Regions from separate parts of the Ovis aries genome. Here region 1 is linked to region 2. The links are chromatin contacts, called in public Hi-C maps. All regions are on one chromosome and are shown on one strand. The core of a region is the stretch at or near the end of the contact, and the rest is flanking DNA. Distances in the headings are between cores, read along the strand shown.

The links. A called contact is a pair of places that touch in the nucleus more often than the background predicts.
Region 1: a contact with region 2 is called in a Hi-C map of tail adipose tissue, with 4 times the contacts expected there. The contact joins two enhancer-like sites. A contact is called at or near these places in 2 of 16 Hi-C or Micro-C datasets (muscle and tail adipose tissue).

What each region holds. Positions count from the first base shown.
Region 1 is chr6:6,945,040-6,948,916 of ARS-UI_Ramb_v3.0, forward strand. It overlaps SEC24D (SEC24 homolog D, COPII coat complex component), which reads left to right. Exons shown (of 22, transcript XM_060416693.1): 9 at 1-78; 10 at 3,253-3,368. Among named protein-coding and RNA genes, the nearest start is that of SEC24D, 73 kb to the left of the region's middle. Within about 2 kb of position 2,547, at least 26 of the 54 cell types and tissues checked have an H3K27ac peak or open chromatin away from gene starts, as enhancers often do. A contact at or near this core is called in muscle and tail adipose tissue, where this site is marked.
Region 2 is chr6:6,652,371-6,656,540 of ARS-UI_Ramb_v3.0, forward strand. It overlaps SYNPO2 (synaptopodin 2), which reads right to left. Exons shown (of 5, transcript XM_012179415.4): 3 at 1,513-2,312. Among named protein-coding and RNA genes, the nearest start is that of MYOZ2, 130 kb to the left of the region's middle. Within about 2 kb of position 1,596, at least 13 of the 54 cell types and tissues checked have an H3K27ac peak or open chromatin away from gene starts, as enhancers often do. A contact at or near this core is called in muscle and tail adipose tissue, where this site is marked.

The DNA of each region.
Region 1 (3,877 bases), core at 1,297-3,796, 290 kb after region 2:
CCTACATGTGCCCGTTCATGCAGTTCATCGAAGGCGGGAGGAGGTACCAGTGCGGCTTCTGCAGCTGCGTGAATGACGGTGAGTGGTGCCCGCGGCGGGTCTGAGAGCCGGCTGCTCCCTCGGCGGTTTCCTGCCTGCGTCATCACGTCCGTGACCTCTCGGCTCGAGGGCCTGCGTCATCACGTCCGTGACCTCTCGGCTCGAGGGCGTGCCCTGGTGGGGGAGCAATGCTGGCCGCCTTGTGCACTCGCACCCTAAACACAGCCCATGGCTTCGCCCAGCCCTCACCCAGTGCAGGAGACTGACAGAGTGAGGCCTCCTCAAAAAGACCTTTAAAAGCCCCGTGCTGTGGCGTGGGATCTCGGTTCCCAGCCTTGTCTGGAGGACGGGCCCCCGGGAGCTCTCTCGCCCTGCAGCGGCTGTGGCCCCTGTTCCGCACACAGTGGGTATACTGGTGCCAGCAGGCTCCGCTGGTTCTCCGCCTTTGCTGCTCTTTCTAAGGAAGGTCTTATTCCATCGCTCGTGCTTCACGAAATCTGCAGCCAAATCCTACACAACCCTGGGATCTGCATTTCAGGAACCCTGCGAGCACACGCTTCCAAGTGCTTTCGTTTTGGGGGAAGATGTCAGGAGATGGCAAAGGCCTCTCCTGGAGCATTTTTGCCACGCCTCCACCAAGTCCCAGCGTGTTCACTCAAGCCCGCAACTTTCTTCGCAAGGTGATCAGAGATCCATCCAGGACCCATCCGCAAAGAGCATCTAGGATCTTTGTTTTCTCTGGCCTCATGCCCAAAGTGTCCATGCGAAGCCTTAAAAGGCCCTGCCGCTTCCTGGTAGAGTAAAAACACCCAAGGGAATGCCTCAGGTGTCCACTCCTAGGAAGCTGCTGTGTTCATTTGCTAATAGGGTTGTTCATATTGTTGTTGTTCAGTTGCTAAGTTGTGTCTGACTCTGCGATCCTATGGACTGCAGCACGCCAGGCTTCCCTGTCCTTCACTGTCTCCTTGAGTTTGCTCAGACTTATGTCCACTGAGTCAGTGATGCCATCCAACCATCTCATCCTCTGTCACCCCCTTCTATTGCCTTCAGTCTTTCCCAGCATGAGGGTCTTTTCCAGTGAGTCTCTTTTTCACATTAGGTAGCCACAGTATTAGAGCTTAAGCATCAGTCCTTCCAATGAATACTCAGGGTTGATTTCCTTTAGGACTGACTGGTTTCATCTGCTTGCTGTCCAAGGGATTCTCAGGAGTCTTCTTCAACACCACAGTTCAAAAGCATAAATTCTTTGGCACTCAGCTTTCTTTATGGTCCAACTCTCACATCCATACATAACTACTGGAAAAACCGTAGCTTTGGCTATATGGACCTTTGTCAGCAAAAATACTAGATTCCAATATTTGTTCCTGCAAGAAAGCCAGACCCCCTTAGAGACACACTGGTAGCTGCATTCTTCATTTAGGTTTAGAGAAGGCAAGGCTTGTTAGAACCTTGCTGGCATTGTCAAATGGGTTCGCTCTGTTTTCCTTCAAAATGTCAGGGATCCTCTCTCAGTCGGAAGAACTTGAGGCCAAAAACGCAGGAAGACAAGTGTCACGTGGCCGCATGTAGTTTATGGGAGGACTTGAATCTGGTTTATAAAACATGGCAGGTAATATTAAATGCTAACAAATGTAAAGCTAATTGATTTTAAGGGGAATTTTTTTTTCACCAGTTACATGTAGATGTGTGAATAAAAATAAATTCTAGAAAGTGTGTAGAAAGTACCACTCATACATCCTGGAACAGCTGGTGTAGTATTATCCATCTCATCTATTCTTGCCTGGAAAATTCCATGGATAGAGGAACCTGACAGGCTGCAGTCGGGTTTCAGATGAGTTGGACACGACTAAGTAACTGAGCGTGCTAAACATAACAGGAGAGCAGTTTAAGGCCGTCATAGCCTTCTTAGCTCAGCTGAGACTATCAGCTTCCCACTGCCACAATCTTTTCAGAACACTGAATATTCCAAGTTCAGAGATCCCTATGTACAAGTGAATCTTATAAAACTTGTTTAAAAAGAAATGGCCACAATTTAGTAAGAAAATAGAAAAAAAAAAAAAAAAGCAAGCCTTAGTGACTATTTTCTTAGGTCCAAACTAAGAAAACAGTCCTCTTGTAACCCATGTGCTAGTGATAGTGAAAGTCACTCAGTCGTGTCTGATTCTTTGTGACCTCATGGACTATACAGTCCATGGAGTTCTCCAGGCCAGAATACTGGAGTGGGTAGCCTTTCCCTTCTCCAAGGGATCTTTCCAACCCAGGGATCGAACCCAGGTCTCCCACATTGCAGTCGGATTCCTTACCAGCTGAGCCACCAGGGAAGCCCAACCCCTGTGCTAAATTCATAACTAAAAATAAACAATACTGAGTTATTGGTTTTAAAACAAGTCATTAGTTACACGGTTTTACAAAGGAAAATGTTGTTCTTTATGAAATGCTTAAAACCAGAGCACAGCTAGTTATTCTAAGCACCCCTGTTGTCAGTCGCTTAATAGTCAGCCCCGTTCTTCTCAAGGCAGTAGAGTTTGCACAGAGATACCAGGCCTTATTTGTCCAAGAGTTCAGTGTGTGAGTCATAAGTGTTCCTGTCCTATTGGATGACTTCCAGGCCTTTGCCAGAACTAACCTTCTTAGACATTTGAATCAAATTAAGAGTTCCTGAGCTGAGATCTCATGGTGTAGTCTTTCCCTAATACAGTAATCGTCTCCACTCTGAAGCCCAGACATTAAAGATTACCGTGCAAACTCCCCATGGCTGAAGACATCTCTGATTAAAAGATAATAAACATTAGAGCTAATAGTATAGTCCAAATAACCAATGTATATTTGCTGGGGTATTGAAAATTTTAATAGTTTGAAAAGTTAGAATTCCTTTGAGAAAAGGTAATTAAATAGGGAGAGTTAACTTTTGGTTGTGATGATTTAAAAACTCCGGTGCTTTTATCTGCTGCTTCTCTGTAATGATCCAGACCATTAATGTTCTTTGTCATCAGTAACTGGCAGAAGGGTCAGGAAGATATTTTGGAAAACCCTCATTCTTTCCAAGACTGGAAAGAAGGACTAGTGGATTTTTAGAATATGCTACATTCCAGCTTTAAAATGCTTTTTTCCCCTCATACTAACTCCTTTCCTCCCATAATAAACTTTGAGAACTTACTAAATTGTCTGTGTTGTAAAAACAAAAGATTCCCTTTCCTATTTTGTTTTTATTAGTTCCACCATTCTATTTCCAACATCTGGACCACATCGGGAGAAGACTGGACCACTATGAGAAGCCAGAGTTATCTCTAGGATCGTATGAATATGTTGCTACTTTGGATTACTGCAGGGTAAGTACTCCCAGGACTAACAGTGTTTATATATGGATATCAGATACAAGTGAATAACTTTCATGTTTAATGAACTGACTCTTAATTCACAACCAAAGCATTTGAGTGGTGCCATGGGGAAGTAGAAATCCCTAAGACACAGATCAAGCCGTCTAGGCTGTTAATGTGATTAAACAGCCAGACCATCCGCTGCAATGACAGGAAGAAAAAAATAATGATTTCATTTTTATGTCCCTTTAAGAGAGAATATGCTAGTTCTTAATGCAGCAGTTCCCTACAGCACCTCTGCCCTATTTGTTTTGTCAGTCATCCGCAAAGAATCTCCCTTCTCAGGCTGAAGGTCAGCCAGTATGGTCGGCAAGGCTATTGGCGTGTTTCTCTGGCTCTCTTCTCCACTCCCTCTGGCACCACTGTACGTTAGGCTCTCAGAATCGCCCTTAGGTTATTTCAGCAGCCCGGGATCCTGTCCTCTGGCTTCCTTGCTTTAAAATGTAACTGTGAGACTCCTC
Region 2 (4,170 bases), core at 346-2,845:
CAGTTTTAGAAAAACAAAAATTTATATTTAAAATTTTAATATTAATATTGTTATAAAAAATAAATTGGTGGCAAGTTAACTTATAGCACTATCAATGATAAAAATAAGCATGATAATTCACAGATAATTTTTGAATTCCTCAAAAGAGTTAAGTAAAAATTTGACATTAAAAAAAAATTTTTTTTGATTGAAAATTACCTCTGTGACTGGGGAAAAAAATCAGACTTAATGGTTAATTTTAAAAAAATAAAATAGACTCAAAATAGTTTTACAACAAAATTACAGATATTCACTGGTAATCAAATTTTACTTAGAGAAAACAGTAAAAAGCATGGTCATCCCTAAATGTAATTCCTTTTTTGACTAGTGTTATACAACTTACTATTAAATTGACAGTCACAGTTGCACAGTTGTTGCTAACTTCACTGCCAACATGTAAAGTATGTGAGTGCTGCCTTACTATACTTGTTTAATATGCTATAAATGTGAAGATGCATACAGATGCTTAAAGTATAAGGAATGATTAACAGCACTTGTCAATTCAGCTACACATGGTTACGCTAAAAATATGCTTTAAAAGGAATAACAGTAAGGAGAATTAATATACTACTTTGAATAACCAAGATTATTACTGTTGTGTATCACTCATACATTCAAGTGCCTTTGATAGTCAATCTTTACCTCCTCAAATGCCTAAAGGAAATTCCAAATTTGTTTTTAAAAAGTTCATGAGAGAAAATTATAGAAATCATAAAACCTAACTGCCATTCCTATCTTCATCCGCCTTTCTGTAATCACTCTCCTGGGTAAAATAAAACACCATAAAAGGCCTTGATTTTAAAATATATCTTGAGTTGGGAGACATTTAAATGACTTCACATGGCCTTGGGGATTGACTTCTGTGTCTAGAAGGTAGATGAGATGCTTTGCAGTCTAGTGAAGACTTAACAAAACGGAGAGGATCATGTAACTGCTCAGTCTTGCACATGTCCTTGTCCATCAAACTCCCTTCTGCAAGCATCATCATGCTGCACAATGATTTTTTTTCAAAACGAGGATCTGCTTTTAATATCAGTGGTTGAGCCTGTGTTTTAAAGACACCTCTCCGCAGCAAACTCAACCGTTTTTGACATTTAAACTCCGCATCCACGTGACTGCAAAGACTCTCAAATGCTATTTTAACATGGAATATGAGACAAATCAAAAAAGGCACATTAACTTTAGTATTTTCTTTAACAGTCCCCATGTCTTTGGGAAGAAAAGAAAGTGCATTAAAAACATTCAAATCTACTACAAAGTTAAAACTTATTACTTCCAGTTCAGAAATTGGTGTTTTCTACAATTTCATGTTTGTTATTTTGTGCATTAGTTAAAAAAAAAAAAAAAAAGCCAATGAAAGACATAAGAAAAACCTTAAAAAGAAAAAATCCAGGCAGGCGAACCAGCAGCAAAGCGCCCTAAGCTCCCAAGCCCCTTCCAGCTGCCCAGCAGTGCTCCCAGGGCAGGACTTACGTGCGTGGCGCGCTCTGTGCTTGTGAGGTCTGCTGTGATCCCTTTCTGAGCGTGGATCTTCTCCCTGCTCTGCGCCTTCTGATGAGACTGCAAAGGATACCAGAGAAGGAGGTGCTTCTGACTGCCCTCCTTCCACTGGAGAATCCACACACCCCTTTGCTGCCTGAAGCCTGCACCCTTCCGTCTTCTGCCTGTCAGAGCAGTCGAAGATCACTTCCACGCGGGGCAGCCCCGTGTCTGCCGCTTCATTTCCCTGGATCACTCTCAGCCCCTGGCCACTGGAGATCTGGATTGTCTTGCTGGACCTCAGAGGAGGGTCCTCCTTCTCGATAGTGGGGGCAGAATTTATGTGGACAATCCCGTCATGCTGTAAATTAGGCTCTGGGTCAGGAGACTTAGATTTTTCTGCTCCCAGGAGAGCCACTACGGCGGCGCTCGTGCCCTTGTGTCTCTCTTGTGACAGGGACAGTTGCAGCTCAACCACAGTGCCTGGCCGCCCCGCTTCTGCCTTCTCACTGAAGATAATCTCCTCTGGTGAGCGTCCACTTTCAGAGTCAGACGTGTGAGGGGCCAGGCCTGTTTCTTCTTTTATGCTCCCAGACAAACCAGCACCACTCGCTTGCTCCTCAGCTAGGGGAGCTCCACTCTTGACAGGGACCATGTAGAACTCTCTGTACTGGCTCTTTGTGGCTGGTCGAATCTGTAGGGTGGTACTTTCCACGTACCCTTCATGGGGGACATTCTCCTGGTTTTTGTTTTCACTTTCAGAGATCGAAGTTTCACTTATTCCACTGGATGGTCTGCACACAGGAAAATTAGTCCAGACAGTTAAATCAGAGTGTATTATACCTGCCAAAGAACTTCCTGACACTTGTATGATGTCTAATACACAATACAGTAAAAATATTTCCTCCTAAATGTCAGCTGCAACATATTTGAAAACAGAACTTGGCAACATGTTTATATTATTATTTAAAGATCTTCCAAATAAACTTGTCTGTAAAGCAAAGCAAAAATGCTCACAAAAGTTTATAAAACCAAAATCCATCCTAAATTCACTTTTTTTCTTTTTTTTTTTTAAAGCATAGGTTATAGCTATATGGATGCCCTTCACCTATAATTATTGGGGTGTTTTCAAACAATCATGTTTGTTATAATATGACAAAGCATTGTCTCATTGACTGAGTTAGGTCTGCATATTGTAAAGTTTTATAAACATATTCAGCAGCTTCAGAGCAATATTAGTATACAGATAACTCAAGTAATCCTTTTAGAGGCTGTGCTTTCTTGAAAGGAATGAAATAGAAGCTGTTTTTTAAGCTCCAGTGAGCATGTGTTTTGTAATAAGTGGACCCCAGCCCAGTACTCTTGTGCAAAAAGAAATCCTTTCCATGCTGCAATGAATCATTGAGTCATGGAGTATTTATAATCTGAAATGTCTCTCCTTCTCTATTTGAACTTGTCACTTGGAGCATTTTCCTTATAGGATCTCTGAAGTCAAACTGTTCCTTAATCGCTCAGATAAGGAGCCCTCAGCTGTTCACCACAGTCTTTTTATTTTGACCTTAACTGTTCCCAGCTGGTTTTGCAAATGTGTGTTTGCAAGAAGCAAAGTCAATTAAGGGTTAAATGACTTCTTGCATGAAACTCTAATTTAAACTCTTACTGCTTTTAGAAGAGAAGCATCATTCACAGAACAGCTGTAGGAGATGCTTTCATTTCTTACATTTGTAAATTTTTTAAAGAAGCAGTGGCATCTATCTCAGTCCCATTCTTTTTCCCTCAAAAGTACCCTAACTAGTGCAGGATCATTTATTGAAGGGAGTGAGCCCATACTTCTATTATATTCGAAGGAATTCACCTTAGAATTTATGTAGTAGTAAAATTTAGACCAATATTCAAAATAATTACTCTTGACTTTGATTTTCACTGAATTTAGCAAAACAAAAATAAACAAAGCACAAGCTAACAATCAAATGAAACGCAGCTTTCTCTGTGCAAATAATCTGTAGAGCTTCCTGGTAATAGCAAAAAAAAAAATTATAGTATTTTTAAAACATGATGAAAGCAAATTAAATATTTCTTATATAGGAAGTGATGAATACACTCTATGCAACTGAAATTTAAGTGTTTCAAAAGGGCAGAGTTAATTTAGGAAGGTCTTGAGATAGAAGTAGATTAAATCACTTTGAATTATATTAGCAATAAATTATGAAGCTGAGAAGAGAGTAGTGTGAATTCATTCCAGCTTTACAGACTGTAATACAGGCAAATGGGTCAGATAAATATTAACATTTATTGGTAGCCAAAATAAAATGGATAGATATACATGAATACAAATCATAAAAGAATTAGAGGTTAAATAAAGCTTTATACCTTAAAATGCTCATTTCCATTCAGTGCACATAAGTACTTAATTCCAAAATTTATGTGTCATGATTATATGTGTGTGTGTGTGTGTGTATAAAACATTTAAATAAAATTTACAATAATAGAGACAATGTTGATAGTCTGACCCAGCTATCTCTGGGTAATAGCCCAGGAAAAGTAAATCACTTGTCCTCTAGAGACAGATGACAGTTACATGAGCAAGAGACATATTTAATTCCAGGAGACAATGTTCAGATACCCAGATTTGTAGGGATGGTAGTGATGATG